Regions from separate parts of the Mus musculus genome. Here regions 1 and 2 are each linked to region 3. A link is a contact called in public HiChIP or PLAC-seq and promoter capture Hi-C data. All regions are on one chromosome and are shown on one strand. Each heading gives the region's core, a stretch centred on a gene start, on an enhancer-like site or on the middle of the called end of the contact. The rest is flanking DNA. Distances are from core to core; before and after follow the strand shown. Region 1 overlaps Mis18bp1 (MIS18 binding protein 1). Region 2 overlaps Fancm (Fanconi anemia, complementation group M). Region 3 holds the start of Klhl28 (kelch-like 28).

The links. Promoter capture Hi-C pulls out the DNA fragments that hold promoters and counts their contacts. HiChIP or PLAC-seq counts read pairs in DNA pulled down with a chosen protein or histone mark.
Region 1: a promoter capture Hi-C map of the HPC-7 cell line shows a contact between it and region 3. The contact joins the enhancer-like site here to the promoter of Klhl28 in region 3. A contact is called at or near these places in 5 of 39 promoter capture datasets (the C10 cell line, the HPC-7 cell line, cranial neural crest and 2 more), 8 of 115 datasets of contacts at active chromatin or transcription factors (the 230-238 cell line, the SCID.adh cell line, bone marrow-derived macrophages and 1 more) and 3 of 9 other capture datasets (adipose tissue, liver and pancreatic islet).
Region 2: an H3K27ac HiChIP or PLAC-seq map of embryonic stem cells shows a contact between it and region 3, with 12 read pairs. The contact joins the enhancer-like site here to the promoter of Klhl28 in region 3. A contact is called at or near these places in 6 of 39 promoter capture datasets (the C10 cell line, the HPC-7 cell line, cranial neural crest and 3 more), 2 of 484 Hi-C or Micro-C datasets (both in embryonic stem cells), 9 of 115 datasets of contacts at active chromatin or transcription factors (the 230-238 cell line, the SCID.adh cell line, bone marrow-derived macrophages and 3 more) and 3 of 9 other capture datasets (adipose tissue, liver and pancreatic islet).

The regions. Positions count from the first base shown.
Region 1 is chr12:65,134,204-65,139,007 of GRCm38.p6, reverse strand. It overlaps Mis18bp1 (MIS18 binding protein 1), which reads left to right. Exons shown (of 14, transcript NM_172578.2): 11 at 212-363; 12 at 2,159-2,258. Among named protein-coding and RNA genes, the nearest start is that of Mis18bp1, 36 kb to the left of the region's middle. Within about 2 kb of position 1,952, at least 2 of the 459 cell types and tissues checked have an H3K27ac peak or open chromatin away from gene starts, as enhancers often do. A contact at or near this core is called in the HPC-7 cell line, where this site is marked.
Region 2 is chr12:65,110,662-65,115,651 of GRCm38.p6, reverse strand. Fancm (Fanconi anemia, complementation group M) reads right to left here. Exons shown (of 23, transcript NM_178912.4): 15 at 1,793-1,878; 16 at 1,634-1,696. Among named protein-coding and RNA genes, the nearest start is that of Fancm, 38 kb to the right of the region's middle. Within about 2 kb of position 2,646, at least 13 of the 459 cell types and tissues checked have an H3K27ac peak or open chromatin away from gene starts, as enhancers often do. A contact at or near this core is called in embryonic stem cells, where this site is marked.
Region 3 is chr12:64,963,020-64,967,979 of GRCm38.p6, reverse strand. It overlaps Klhl28 (kelch-like 28), which reads left to right and starts at 2,444. Exons shown (of 5, transcript NM_025707.3): 1 at 2,444-2,571. It overlaps Togaram1 (TOG array regulator of axonemal microtubules 1), which reads right to left and starts at 2,238. Exons shown (of 20, transcript NM_177805.3): 1 at 1-2,238. The coding sequence starts at 2,003.

The DNA.
Region 1 (4,804 bases), core at 703-3,202, 170 kb before region 3:
CACTTGACTACCTCTGTTCTCCACAGCCTTTAGAAATAGGTATAATTGTGTTTATTTTGTACAAGAGAAAATGGTTTTTGTAGTGTCTGTTCTGTGTTCTATTAGTTTTAATTATAAAACTTGAAAAAATTATAGAGAAAACAACTTAGTCCACAAAATTATTTTGTGATGAGATAAATTTGAGAACTTAGTGAAAATATTTGTTTTCTAGTTGCCAAGTTTTCAATACAGTCAAGATGATGATTTTCTGCTAGATATGGACAGGGATCCAGCATCTCCATCATCAATTATTACTTCACCATTGAGAAGCACTACTCCACAATGTCAGCATTTCAGCCCCAGCATGCTAGCCGCTATAGAAAGGTAAGTGTGAATGTGAGGTTCATTTTATATTCAAGTTAATTTAATATTCAAGAACATTGAAACATTTTGTAAATTGATAAACTTAAAAACATCAAGGGGAAGTTATCATTTAAAAAACTGAAGCATAAATAGTTCCTAAAAATTAAGCATGTTTAGTTTCAGCAAGTTATGGGTTATCTCAATGTATAATATTGGAAGTAGAATAATTTTAATTGAAATATATAGTGATCCTTTGTGATATTATACTATGAATTAACAATCTTTCTAACTCAAATGCAAAACCCATAAATCACTAATGAAAAGATTTAATATTATGTTTTATCTGCCACCAATCGCTGTCTATAATATTAAGATGATCAGAGAAAAAACTGTTCTGCTGGGTCTGGGGAAATGGCTCAATGGGAAAAAGAGTACTTAGTGCTCTTACAGGGAACTTGAGTTAGGAGATCTGACTTCCTCTTCTGGCCTCCATGGGCAGTGCACTCATGTGTATAATCTCCACCCCAACTCCCACATGCACACATAATTAAAACTAATACTATCAATTAAAACCTTTGTAAAAGGAATATAACATAATACAAAAAACGTTCCCTGGAATATATTTAGCATTACTGCAAATTAACAGTGAAACAGTAACCCTTTTTTACAACATGATAGTGAAAAACTATTAATCAGTATTATCTGTGCAGCTGCAATTTGTTGGCATATATTACTATAACCATGTACATTGACGCAGGAATCCTACTTTTGTAGTGCAGTGTTCAAAACAACTAGAAGTTAATTTGCTAAGCATGCCTTTAATTCCAACACTTTGGAATCAAGACAGAGGGAGCATTGAGTTTGGGGACAGGCAGGACTACACAGTAAGAGACTACACTGTCTCTAAAAGTGAAAAGGGATGTGCGTGTGTACAGGGTTACTTTTTATGACAATTTGAGAACAATTGTAAAGTGAAAAACTTTAACTTCTGTTATACCAAACAATCGCTGGGAAAGTAGACCCATAGGGTGTTAATCTGGGTAGACCTATCATTCACTAAGCAAATATTAGCAGCTGTGGGTTTATTCATTTGTACAACAATGTTTGTGATTAAGTTATGTATGTTAATCAAACAAGAAACACAATTATATAGAAAGAAAAGACTTGCTAAGTTAGATTGAGACTTGATATAATTGGAAGATGTAAATGGATAGTTTTTATACCAGGCATGTCTAAAAGGTCAACTGTGACATTTGGTTTTGATTAATGGAAGTGAACAACAAAAGTAGTAAAAACAGGAAGTGAACAGTCTTAGGGATAAACCTAGATGGTACCCTAGCTCTTGGTCTTTTGCTGTGAAGAGACACTCTGACTACAACTCTTAGAAAAGAAAGCAGTTAATTGGGGCTTGCTTACCGACTCAGATGTTTATTAGTTAATTATTATGGCAGGAGCATGGTGGCTTGCTAGCAGACATGGTGCTGGAGAAGTAGCTAGAGTTCTACATCCAGATCAGCAGGAAATGGCAAAGACCCAGGGCTTGGTTTGGGCTTTTAAAACCTCAAAGCCCACCCCAGTCACATACTTCCTCCAACCCTTCTCATGTAATGCTACCACTGATGACTAAGCTTTCAAACCTTTAAGAATATGGGGGCCATTCTTCTTCAAATAGCCACAGTAGGATAGTGACCAATTAGCAAAACAAAGTTTTCTACTATAGTCTTTTGAATATAGTTAAGAAAATTTTAGACTTTTATTGATTGCTGTTTAACATGATGTTGATTTGACATCTTGGTATTATTTTATATTTATACAGGAATAATTGTGATAGATATGTTTACCAAATGCAAAAAAATGCTAAAAAATATGGCAAGAGTAATGGTGGCCTTGTCTGGGGCAACATTAGGAAAAAAACAGTAAGTGTGTTTTATTATTTATCCTACACTATATGTTATAATGCTTGATAAACTGTGGTAATTATAAGTTGTATAACTGTCTCTGCCCTCCAGGAACTTACAAACTAATCTAATCCTAATATGAAGCTAGTAGTGAAGAAAGTGTATATAGCACTGTAGGATTATAGACGACAGCTCCTAGACTGGAGGAACTGAACCAAGATATACATGGGTGAAAATTCTCCTTTGAAATCTGACTGGAAAATACCAGTCCAGAAGGGACATTTTAAGCAATATATGAAAACACTGTACCTACTCAACAACTGATTCCAGACTGATTTATGGCTTTTATAGCTTTGAATCAGTTTCAGACTCTTTATTTATCTATGTATATGAGAACACTGTAGCTGTACTCATGGTTGTGCGCCATCATGTGGTTGCTGGGAATGAAGGTTGCTCGCTCTGGTCAGCCCTGCTCACTCCAGTCTACAGATTTGCACTGTAGCTGACTTCAGATGCACCAGAAGAGGGAGTCAGATCTCATCACGGATGGTTGTGAGCCACCATGTGATTGCTGGGATTTGAACTCAGGACCTTCGAAAGAGCAGTCAGTGCTCTTAATCACTGAGCCATCTCTCCAGCCCTTCAGATTCTCTTAGATTTAGTGAGTATTTAAAATCCAAACATAGGGGCCGGGCGGTGGTGGCACACGCCTTTAATCCCAGCACTCAGGAGGCATGGCAGGCGGATTTCTGAGTTCTAGGCCAGCCTGGTCTACAAAGTGAGTTCCAGGACAACCAGGGTTACACAGAGAAACCCTGTCTCGAAAAACCAAAAAAAAATCCAAACATAGGAAAACTTTAATTGAAGGTTGTTTTAATAATGAATAGAGCCTGGACAAAAGACACATCTGTTTGGATTGGTGAGAACATGACTTAGTAGTAGAGCATTTCTCTGGTATGCACATAGACTCTGAGTCTAATCCCCAGTACTATCTCAAAAACAAATACTTTAGAGCTGGGACTCCACTGGAACAGACTAGTAATTCCAACACTTAGAGGGTCAGGAGATGAAGTCCAATTAGAGCTACAGGAGTCTGCAGTGTCAAAAGACAAGTTTTTATGAAAATTCTTTTATTTTCTGAGATTATAATTACATTATTCCCCCTTCTCGTTCTTCCCTCCAAACCTTCTCTACCCACTTGCCCCTTTTCAAATTCATGGTTTATTTATTTTCTTAGCTCTTAGTCCTTTGAATTATCTTTTAAATTTTTAGTTTTCTACTTTCAACTTTAGGTACTCTTAAAGAATAATTTATGTAGATGAATTGTGAGATGACTTATGGAAGTAATTCTTCAGACCAGATATGGCCATCTCCTCCTTTCTTTGAAATCTTTATACTACAAATTCACTTAAGTCAAATTCTTCTTAGATTGGAAGTATATAATCATTCGTTCTCATGAGCTTAGCCACAAGAAATAGTGAATACTTCATTGCAGACCTTGGTGTGAAACGAATCTAGTGGCTCTTAAGAGGGCATCAGATCTCATTACAGATGGTTGTAAGCCAACATGTCGTCGTTGCTGGGATTTGAACGCAAGACCTCAGGACCTTGCTCAGAAAGAGCAAGCAGCCAGAGTTCTTAACTGCTGAGCCATCTCTCCAGCCCCAGCTCATTTCTTAAGAAGAAACCTGTTTCAGAAGTGAAATAGCAGATTGCTTCTCAGTGATCTTCAGAGTTTTGGTGTTCTTTTTCAGTTTCATATGCCTTAAATGAGAATCAAACTTCTTGCAAAAGACCTAAAATTAACATTGGTAGGAAAGCCTTGGAACACAAATCCAAGATTAGATGTCTAGTCCATTTTTTGGTTTGTTTTGTTTGGCTTTGTTATTTAATTTTGGTTGCTTGCATTCAGAAATACTCTAAGTCAATGTTTCCTGAATTTAAATGTTCATAGAAGTTATTTAAAGTTCTGATTTTATGATGCAATAGACTTGAGAAATTTGTACTTCTAATAATCACTAGATGATGTCCACACTGTTGATCTGTGCACGGACCATGGATCAGCACAGAAATTAATAAACTTGATAGTTCTCTCTACTAAATGAGAAGAGGTAAATTCTTATAAAGCTTAGGGTCTTTTCTGTTAGAAACCCCCATCTCTCTTTCCTCCCTTCCTTCCTGTTTGTTTTTGAGATAGGGTGTCTTTGTGTAGTCATGGTTGTCCAGGAACTCCCATTGTCAGCCACATTGAACTTGAACTTAAGATCTGCCCGGCTCTGTCTCCCAAGGACTGGCATTAAAGGCATGAGCCACTAGACTTACTTGGTTATTTTTCTTATTATGTTGAAATTGAGCAATGTATAAAATTGTGATTTATTGGATTCTTTTCACAGTCTGGTGTATTACCAGTGTGTTAGCATGGGAAGAGTAAAGAATTTTGTGTACCATTTCACTGTCTAATAAGCAGTACCAGCCTTATTACACTAAGCAAGTGACTAGACTTTTCTAATCTATGCCAGTTTGGATAATGGCAACGGCTTGTGACTGAGCAGTTACGAGAAGTA
Region 2 (4,990 bases), core at 1,397-3,896, 150 kb before region 3:
CTGTCCTGAGGCGAAAAGTTCACAGAAACTTAGTATCCTGGAACCGTGGCATCCTGTAATAACGAATGCTCCAATGTCCTTGCTTTAGTCGGTGAATGGATCGGTGTGTTTTCCCTCAGTATTGCTTTATTATAAGTGCCTCTAAGGATTGATTTTGACATACAGCTAAGTTAGATTCTTCACCAGTCCTAGGCAGTCCTTGAGCTGACCCTGAGCATAGATAGCTGAGCCACTGCCCTACACAGGAATTTACAATGACCTAGGAAGAAGGAAGGTTGTGGTCTAAGAAGGAACTAGAGTAAATACTTAGAACTATAGATAGCTGAATTACACCGATACACAGGAATTTACAATGGCCTACGGGGAAGGTGGACTATACAATAGACTAGAATTGGAACTATGGCAAGGGCATGAAGCCCTTGCCCCTGGCTTTTAAGATTAAACAGACCTTAGGTGGGGCTGCTTTTGATCCCAATTGTTAGCATTGATTTTATCCCAGTTGTTCCAGTTAGCTTTTAAGTACGCATTCCTCTGTTTTGTTGTAAAAGTAATTTTGCATCAGATAACTTCAAAGTACCTTGAATGGCCTTAATGTATCACTAATTTCTTTGTTTCCTGTAATATAAAAGACTGATGCTCACTTTGACAGAAATACATTTAGATACCACACTCCCTTGTGTCTGTATTTGTCACCCTTCTCCTGGCCAACTCCTTGCCCAACCATCCAGAACCCTAATTTCCCGTGGATTGAGGGGGGCCGAAAACACAAAGGTACTATTTTAAGCATGAAGCAGTTAGAAGTCCCTAGCTTGGAGGAGGCAGGACAAAGTCTGGTTCAAGACCTCATAGAATGGAGGTGCAATTGCCCTCCATGGGCTCTGTGTGAGCTGTCTATTATGGACAGCACCCTTCTCACCCAGCTTCCTTGCTAGCTGTGGTGTTGATCCTCTCTCAAGAAGCTTCCTACACACAACTCCTAATGTTTAGGCTAAAGGCTGCTTTTTTTCTTATCTCAACTTCAAAAATTACACCTCCGTAACCTGCTTTCTTTTTTATTCATTGTATTTCTGTTTCTTTATTATTTATATTGTTATCATCAGGAAAGCTTATAATGAATCCATTTCTTTTGTAGAAGTAGAAATTCTAATCACATAAGATATGGTGTTAGCTATGTGATGGTGGTAGCGCACACCTTTAATCCCAGCACTCAGGAGGCAGAGGCAGGTGGATCTGAGTTTGGGGCCAATTTGGTCTATGGGGTGAGTTCCAGGACAGAGAAACCTTATCTTGGAAAAACAAAAACAAAACCAAAAGATAGTGTCTATTGTTCTACTAAGCATATACCTGTAAGATCAAATATACTAATTTTTTCTTCTGTGCATGCTTTTTCTTATATTACTTATCCTAAAACAATTTAGGTTACTGTGGCTGAAAAGATGACTCAGTGGTTAAGAGTACACACTGCTCTTCCAAGGACCCGAGTCTGCTTCCCAGCACCCGTGCTGGGTGGCTCCAACCATTGTAATTTCAGCTCCAGGGCCTCTGATGACCTTTCTTGCCTCCCAGAGACAGGCACAGACACAAATAGACACCCCCACACCCCTAGGAATAAAAACGCCTGTAATTTACTTACCCTGAGAACTCTGGGTTTTTTTACAGCATGAATGGGTGAGTCAACTTCGTTGTTTTTCTGATCCTGGATGAAACAGACAAACAGTTTAAGATATAACACAGTCAGGAAGCGGGAGCATGGCTTCACTGACTGCAGCACTGTGGGGAAGGAATGACTTACCTCCGGGGACTTTAGGACATTTCTTTTTGGTTTTTTAGTTTTTCTCAGGAAAACATCATCTTCGCTTTCACTAGTTAAGTGTTCAACTATAATTGAAAAATGAATCTGGTCAATAGTTAAAGTTACTCTATCACAATCATATTACTGATTACCATAATAAAAATGTCCTAAATTTCTTAATCTTCCAAAGACAAACAGACATGTGACATATGTTCACAAAGATGTGTGTGTGTATACACATACATACACACACACATACACATATACATAAACTTTACAGTATTTTAAAAAAAAGAACAGAGAAGAATAAAAGACATTAGTTTGCTGATAAATACATATTTAAGAGCCTGGAGAGATAGCTTAGTAGTTAGAGCATTAGCTGCTCTTACAGAGGACCAGGGTTCAGTTCCCAGCACCCACATGGCATTTACAACTTTCTGTAACTCTATTTCTAGGGAATACAACACCCTATTCTAATATCCAAGGGTATTACCATGCATGTGGTATACTTTCACTTGTGCAGGCAAAATACTACTCATATACAGGAAATAAAAATAAACTTATAAAAATATGTATTTAAAATGAAGCCCCAACTTACAAAATGTAAAGAGAAAAAGCAAATGTGCTCTTATCAGTCCATCATGCCTTTTTTTTTTTTTTAAATGAAACATTTACCATGTGTGGGACATTCGTAAGGCACAGCACACATAGGGAGATCAGAGAACAGCCTGTGGAGTCTCTTCCCTACTCTTCCTAGCTGATCACAATTTCTCTTTCCCCTTCAGTGTAGGATAGACTTAGTTCCTAACAAAAGCCTTCAGTGGAGCTGGGGTGTGGGATGTGGTGGGTGTAGCTCAGTTGGCTCAGCATGCACAAAGCTTTCTTGATTTCCATCCCCAGCACTAACAAACTGGGAGTGGTGCTAAATAAATCTGCTATGGCTGCCCAAGCCAGCAATCCCAGGATCAGAGAGCTGGGTAGGAGTGAAACTTCAAGGTCATCCTCTGCTACACAGGGAATTCAAGGGTAGCCTGGGTTCACTAAAAATCTAAAATACTTTTAGTTAAATATAATGTGTGTGTGTGTGTGTGTGTGTGTGTGTGTGAAATTAAGCATTTGAACCCGAAGACCCAGGTATGGTCTCTAGAACCTATGCTAGGACAAAACCCCTAAAAATTATCCATTGACTTTCACACACTCAAACTGGCATGTGTGCACCCCCATTCTACACATAGTATATACCATACACACTGTTGTGGTTTGAATGAGAATGGCTCTGTACTTTCCTATGTTTGAATACTTGGGCCCCAGTTGTTGAGAACACTTGGAAAGGGTTAGCAGGTGTGGGTATTAGAAGAGGTGTGCCACTGGGGACAGATGTTAAGGTTTTTAAGTCCATGCCATTCACAGTTAGCTCTCTGCCTTGTGCTTGTGGATCAGATGTGAGCTCTCAGCTCTTTTCTAGCACCAGGTGTGCTTGCTGCTATGCTTCCAACACCACGATGTTGGAATGTCAATAAACTCTTCTATAAGTTGCCTTGGTCATAGCATCTCTTTAAAGCAATCAAAAGGTAACTAAGACAGGGCTGGAGAGATGGCTCAGCAGTTAAGAGCACCAGCTGTTCTTCCAAAGGACCCAGGTTCAATTCCCAGCACCCACATGGCAGAATACAGAGCTGCCCGTAACCTTTTCCTGTGTAACATCCTCACTCAGACGTATATGCAGGCAAAATATCAATGTACATTAAAAAGGAAGGAAGGGAGGGAGGGAGGGTGGGTAGGTACTAAAACAGGCTGGTACCTGGAGTACTACAGATGTGACAGGTTTGACCATGATGTTTTTGGAGAGCTGTGGAGGACTGGTAGGGGATTGGAAGACAGTAGTGTTGAGAGCAATGTGGGCTGTGGAAGCACAGTGCAAGGATACAGAGAGGGTAACAATATCAGCAAATAGAATAGAGACAGCTAGGGGCACAAAAGTCTGTGCAACCAGAGCATCAGGAAAACTAGGATTAAACACACTGGGACTTCTTATTGGAGGAGATAAAATGCCTGTTTTCCTGCCCAGAAAAGTGGAAGTGGCTTTGCTAGACTCTAGGCTGTTAAGCTATAGAACCCACCCTCACGGTCACGTGAACTTTGTAAAACAGTTTCTATGCAGTCAGCCCTTACACTTTATTGTGCAACTGGAATTGGACTGACTGGACTGAGCTGCCTGCAACCCTTTCCCCAAGTTGTACTGGGTTTTAAATATGCCGACCATGCACTGCTTAGGATTAGACTCCCCAAATCTCTTTGCACAGTTGCTTCCTGTCTGACACCTGCAGGGATCCTCTCTAGAGACCATTCTTGGGATGTTTTAGCAATGGGCATAGCTGGCCCAAGACTGTGCCTGAAGCGCTTTTGACTACCTTTGCAACAGACTTCAATTCAAGACAGCCTAATCTGACTCTGTCACATAGTCATTAGTGGTCGCTCTTTTTTTTTTTTTTTTTTTTTTTTTGGTGTTTCGAGACAGGGTTTCTCTGTGTAGCCCTGGAACTCACTCTATAGACCAGGCTGGCCTCAGAAATCTACCTGCCTCTGCCTCCCAGGTCCTGGGATTAAAGGCAAAGGCCTGTGCCACCACTGCCCGATTAGCAGTCACTCTTATGCAAGTGAAAAAGAGCATCAGGGTATTTAATGTGGTAGCCAGGGTTTGAGTTGAAAGAGATAAGGAAAAAAGAGAATAGAGGGAGTGGTGTCCTCAGGGAGTGACCCTGCTGAAATAATCCTGCAATTTGTAAAAAGAAAAGGCCTAAAAAAAGTTCTGTTCCTAGGGAGCAACAACAAAGCAAAACTGGCAAATGTAATTCGAGGAGGGGGCCAGGTTTCAGCCCAAACAGGCAACAGAACTTGGCAGCATCCACGTCCACCACATGGTTTTGCCTTTATAGAGTGGAAAAAGATGCAGCAGTAAAGGGGTTGTGGAATCTTCCACAGCTTAGGTAACTTGCTGAAGCCAGGAGGCTGGCAGCGGAGTCCCTGCATGTAGGCCCGGAGAAGCCATTGTATGAGGCTGTGAAAGTGAAACCCGGTTGGTTTGGAGAACCCAAGATGTTAGAGATGCCAGAGCTTGCCAAGAAGATCTACAGATGGGTAGTAGAACCAGCCCAAGAGAGAGAGAGAGAGAGTTTTGTAGTTAGCATAATTGGAAGT
Region 3 (4,960 bases), core at 1,195-3,694:
ATGACTCCAGGCTGCTCATTTTCCCATGGCAGTTTATTTTTCCCCTTTCCAGCACTTAAAACCCTTCGGGTACAGATAGTTGGACTGTAGGATCCATAAAGTTGCATGCTGTCCCTGGTGTGGTCACCACAGTAGCAGTGTGCACTCTGAGTCCTGTTACCGGACATAAGCCAGTCTGTATCTGCTCCATGTGCCAAATGGCTTGACCTGCCCTGGGCCGAAGACGGCATGAGTATTGCATACTCCACAAATCCCTGTTCTGTTAGCCGTGGAAGAGTTTTTCTGGCCAATCGGGCCTGCACGGCATTCATCACCCCATCGCCATTATCCTGCAATTCAACAGTATCTACAGCTTTAAAAAGAACATTGGTTTTACCTGAGCCCATTGATGATGCCAAAACAGCAAAGGCCTCTAAAGCTGCCTGGCGTACCCTGCGTTTGCTATCCACAAGAGCTGGAGCAAGATCAAAGGACAGTTTGGGTAAGTCAAAATCCTCACTGGGGTAGGTCAGGAGGGAACAGATGCAAATGTTCACTACTTCCTCCCGTACTCTGGAATGCTTATGTTTAAGGTTTTCCAGGAGCAAAGAAAGCACCCGCTGAGGACCCACTTCTTTCATTAGCTTTAGGAAGATTTTCATGTACTCCTGCTTGATCACCAACTTGTTGTCTGCCAGCACTTTCACAGAAGCCGCTATAACTGGTCCCAAGAACTGTTGCACCTGCTCTCCCAGGCGAATGACCAGCAAATGGAGAACTTGAAGTGTGCCATGGACCACTTTGAAATTGGAATCGTCTAGCAAGTTATACAATAAGCTAATGAAACCAACGAGACTAGCATGAGGGGTCGAACTTGGGTTAAATTTTCCCAGCAACTGCTTTAGTTCTTCAACAGCCTGAGTCCTGTTTTTATAATCTTCCTGATCCAACAGTCTTGCATGGAGTTCCTGGGGAATAATCTCAAATTTAAGATTGCTACTGGAAAGATTCACTACACACGGGGCAGCATCTTCAGAAAACCCGGAGGCTTCTAGCTCCAAATAATAAGGAACCTGACTTCCATACTGGGACTCCAGGCGGCGATTGTAGTGCCTCCTCAGTGCAGAAGGCAAACGCGAGATGTAGGAGTGAAACCTCTCTTGACCAAGTCGTTCTCCAATTTGTTGAAGTGAAGAGAAGGCTGTCTCGGATTCTTCTTCCATCTCCTGATCGCCAAGCTTTCGGGCCAGAGATATTATTACTTCAGTGAGATCCAAACCCTGCAACAAATCCTCAGGAGTGAACAAGATAGGGAGCAACAGCGCAGTGGAAGCTCTAAGCCGGGCATCTGGACTTTCCAGGCCTTGGATGAGAGTTCGCAGGACCTGCCCAGAACTACGCCTAAGACAAATATGCAGGATCTGCAGCGCATCTTTCCGTAGGGCAGGGTTATCTTCTCGTAACGAGACAACGAGCTGAGGCAAAAGCGCTAAACTGAAGGCCTCTTCCAGCTGACCCGCCTCGCCCTGACCCCGAAGAACGTCCGAGAGAAGCTGCAAGCAGAGCCTCTTCTCCTCACTGCCGCCTTCCACAAGCACTCGGCCCAGCGCCCGATATAAGGCTTCCTTGCGGCGGGGAAAGCCAAGCCGGCCGCCTCGCCGCGGCAAGGCAGCCTGCAAAGCCTGGAACGCCTCGGAAGGATCCGGTGCGGTGCGCAGGAGTTGAAGAAGCCGAGTCTCCTCCTCATCTCCGCCCGAGAGCCCACTTCCAGGCCCGGACCAGCTAGTTGAAACAGCCTCCGCCGGTAACAGGAGGGTCGAGGCCAGAGGCGACGGCGTCGCGGGGCAGGAGCCATGATCCCCGGCAGCCCCACGGCAGTAATAGTTTTTCTCGCCTCTCATGGTGCCCCCGGATCGACGACCATCAGTCCCTGGGGCGTAAGGACGACAGCGGCTCAGGAGGCGATAGGAACCAGGGGTCGCAGGAGGCGGCAGCGGGAGCAGCTCGGAAGGCGCGGCCGCCATGGAGGGTCGTCAGGTAGCGAGAGCTGGAGGGAACCATTGCCGTCTTGGGAGGGCTGGATGAAGCCCAGCCTTCCAGTTCCTCTCCAAGCCCCGAGCTGCAGAGGAAGAGAAGGAACGGCTCCGGTCAGCTGCCAGGCCGCTCGGGCCTTCCACTCCCGGAGCCAGCCTCCGGCAAAATGGCCCCCGCTGAGCCTGGGACCCCACAGGCGCCACCCGGCGTAACCAGGGCCACCACGTGACCAAACCGAGCGCTTCCATGGTGATGCACCCAGAGCGGACCTCTTGACCCGGAAACCAATCTGCCGCGGTGGATGCTGGGTTATGTAGTCCATGTAAGGACTTAAAGCATAGGCCGAAGATTCCTGGAAGAGGAAGTCTGAACGTAGCCAGAATGAAGAGGCGGGGTCAAGGCCTTAGACGGAAATGACGCTCCCTTGTCCGGGGCGGAAGTTTTCCACCCCACCCATAAGAGTTGAGGTTTGACGGGAGCAAGAGAGGATCCCATCCCGGGTTCCAGTTTTCCGTGGCTCCTCCTCCTGTTGCTGCAGGTGTTATTCCTGGGACTCAGGTATTTTCCTTTTGCTATTATACAGTGGTGCAGGCTTTGGTGGTGTGTTCCCCGAGTGCCCCAGGAGCCAGAATGCGAGGCAAAGAACTGGACCAGAGCAGGCAGAGAGAGACGACATGTTCTGCACAGTGCTGGTTACCATTGTAAACGTTCTACTCACTGCTGTCCAAAATAAGATTCTTTCTACCTGCAGCCTGCTTAGTAGTACAGGAGAACCTAACCGAGGCCAAGCACACAGAGTACTTTTTTAAAAAAGACTTTCTTGTCGTTGGGGACCTTCCTCGCCCCGCCCTCTTCTCCCTTGCCTCCTTTTCCTCTCTTCACCCGCTGGCTATGGAGTGTTAAAGGCTTCTGTCCCTTTTCATTGTCCGCATCACCAAGTTTTCTTATAGATAGGTAGAATCAGTGTTTTCCCCTTTGCATTAAACGGAGTGCTTAAAGCCTTTATCTTTTAACTCCTCTGTGGGACTTTTCCTTTCGCCCCACCTCCACCTTTCCCATCTCCCCTAGGATACTCCAGAGTCTCTGCAGTCTTTCAGTCTCCTGGAGACGGAGATCGCTAGACAATTTCAGTTGTGGTGCAAGTTCTTAGCATTACAGTCCTAAGAGAATTCTGCACAGAGGATTTAGGTTGATAGACATTATTTTAAGCAAAATGAGAATTTGATAGCTGATGAGTGTTTTTTTTTTTTTTGTAAAAGAAACTATAAATAGACTCAGTTCAACTAAGAGTATCTCCTATACGGCCACACCCCTTTGGGGCATGAAAGAGCAACTTTTTTGTGTGTCTGTATTTGAAACATTAATGCTGAATTACTGTATAGCCCAAGCTGGTCTTGAAGTCTTGACCCTCCTATCAGTCTTCTGATTGTTGAGATTACCAGTGTGCACTGTCAAACCAAGCTTGAAAACAGATTTGTTGTTGTTCGGCAGACTTTTAAAAGAAATAATACAATTACTTTTCAGTGAGAAAAGACTGAGTTATAATTTGAAGTTCCAAGCTTATATTCTTCAAATGCAAAAGTATTTCTGTCCCTCTTTGTATTAAATGGATATCTCTCAATTTTTATTTTATTTTATTTTATTATTTTGAGACTGGGTTTTCCTGTCTAGTCCTAGTTGTTCTGAACTCCCTGTGTAGACCAGGCTGGCCTCCAACTTAGAGATCTGCCTGCCTCTGCCTCCCAAGTGTTGGGATTAAAGCCCTGTGCCACCATACCCAGCTATATTATTTTTTGAAATCTTGAAATAATTGAGTCACATGTATCAAAGTGCTTTATAACAATAATTAATACTCCTGGTGATGCAAGTTGAAATTGTATTTATTAGTTTTTATTATAACATAATTAAAATGTTCTTAATTTTTTATTTTGGAAAAAGTATTAATATAAATGAGGCTGTATAACCATGTATCCTGTGCTTTGGTTTAAAGCTTTGGTGGGTTTCTTCACTTTCTTTTATCTTCTGTTTTGTGGTTTGCTGCTGCTGTTCTGTGTTATTTCACTGTCCTGAACACTGAACCGAGGGGCTTTGTTCATGCTGGGAAGTGTTCTGCCACTGAGTGTCGTCCACAGCCTTCATTCATCATTTGGATGTATAAGTAGATCTGCCTGAGTTTGGTTTAACACATGTATTTTAGTAGAAAAACAATAACAGACGTGCTGCTGTCCCCACCCATTTTCTATTTTTAGAGAGAGTAAGGATGGAAATGAAAACCAAGAGATGATTATAATGCTGGTCAGTGAAAAAGAATGAGTACCGGATGGCTGGGTGTAGGTCTTAGAGAGCACTTGCCTAACATGTGCAAGGTTCTGAATTACACCTACACTATTATGGGAGCTTGGAGGGACAGAAAGACAGATTCTCATATCCAACCTCAAAAGCTTACATGCATACTTCTTTTCATGTATGCTGAGACTTCAGGAACCCAGTCCACATGAAAGGGAACAGGAGACTGATGTATACAGTAGAATGTCCACATTAGAATGTCAGTTTATGTTGAAGTAGAAGGTAATTCTTTCTAGTCACCAGAATTTTCAGATTGAAAAATCCAGCAAACTCTTCATGTATCTAAGGACTTAGGAAGCCAAGTTACTAACCAGACTGAGGTTGTGTTGTAATCAGTATCAAAGAAAAGGAACTTAGGAAGTCTTGGATAATGTTTCATTATTGGTTATGGCATAAATATAAGAATTTTCCTTTCCCTCTGCAAAGAACACTACTGAAGAGACATGGATCCATAAATCAAGCAATAGTCCTATTATTTTCCTGCAAGCAAAGCAAAATGAGTCCTCCTTTCTCTCAGGTCCCTGTAGCTCAATGTGTGTTACAGATTGTAATTTATTTATGTCTATTACATTATGGCTTTTAGAAAACTTGGAAAATGCAT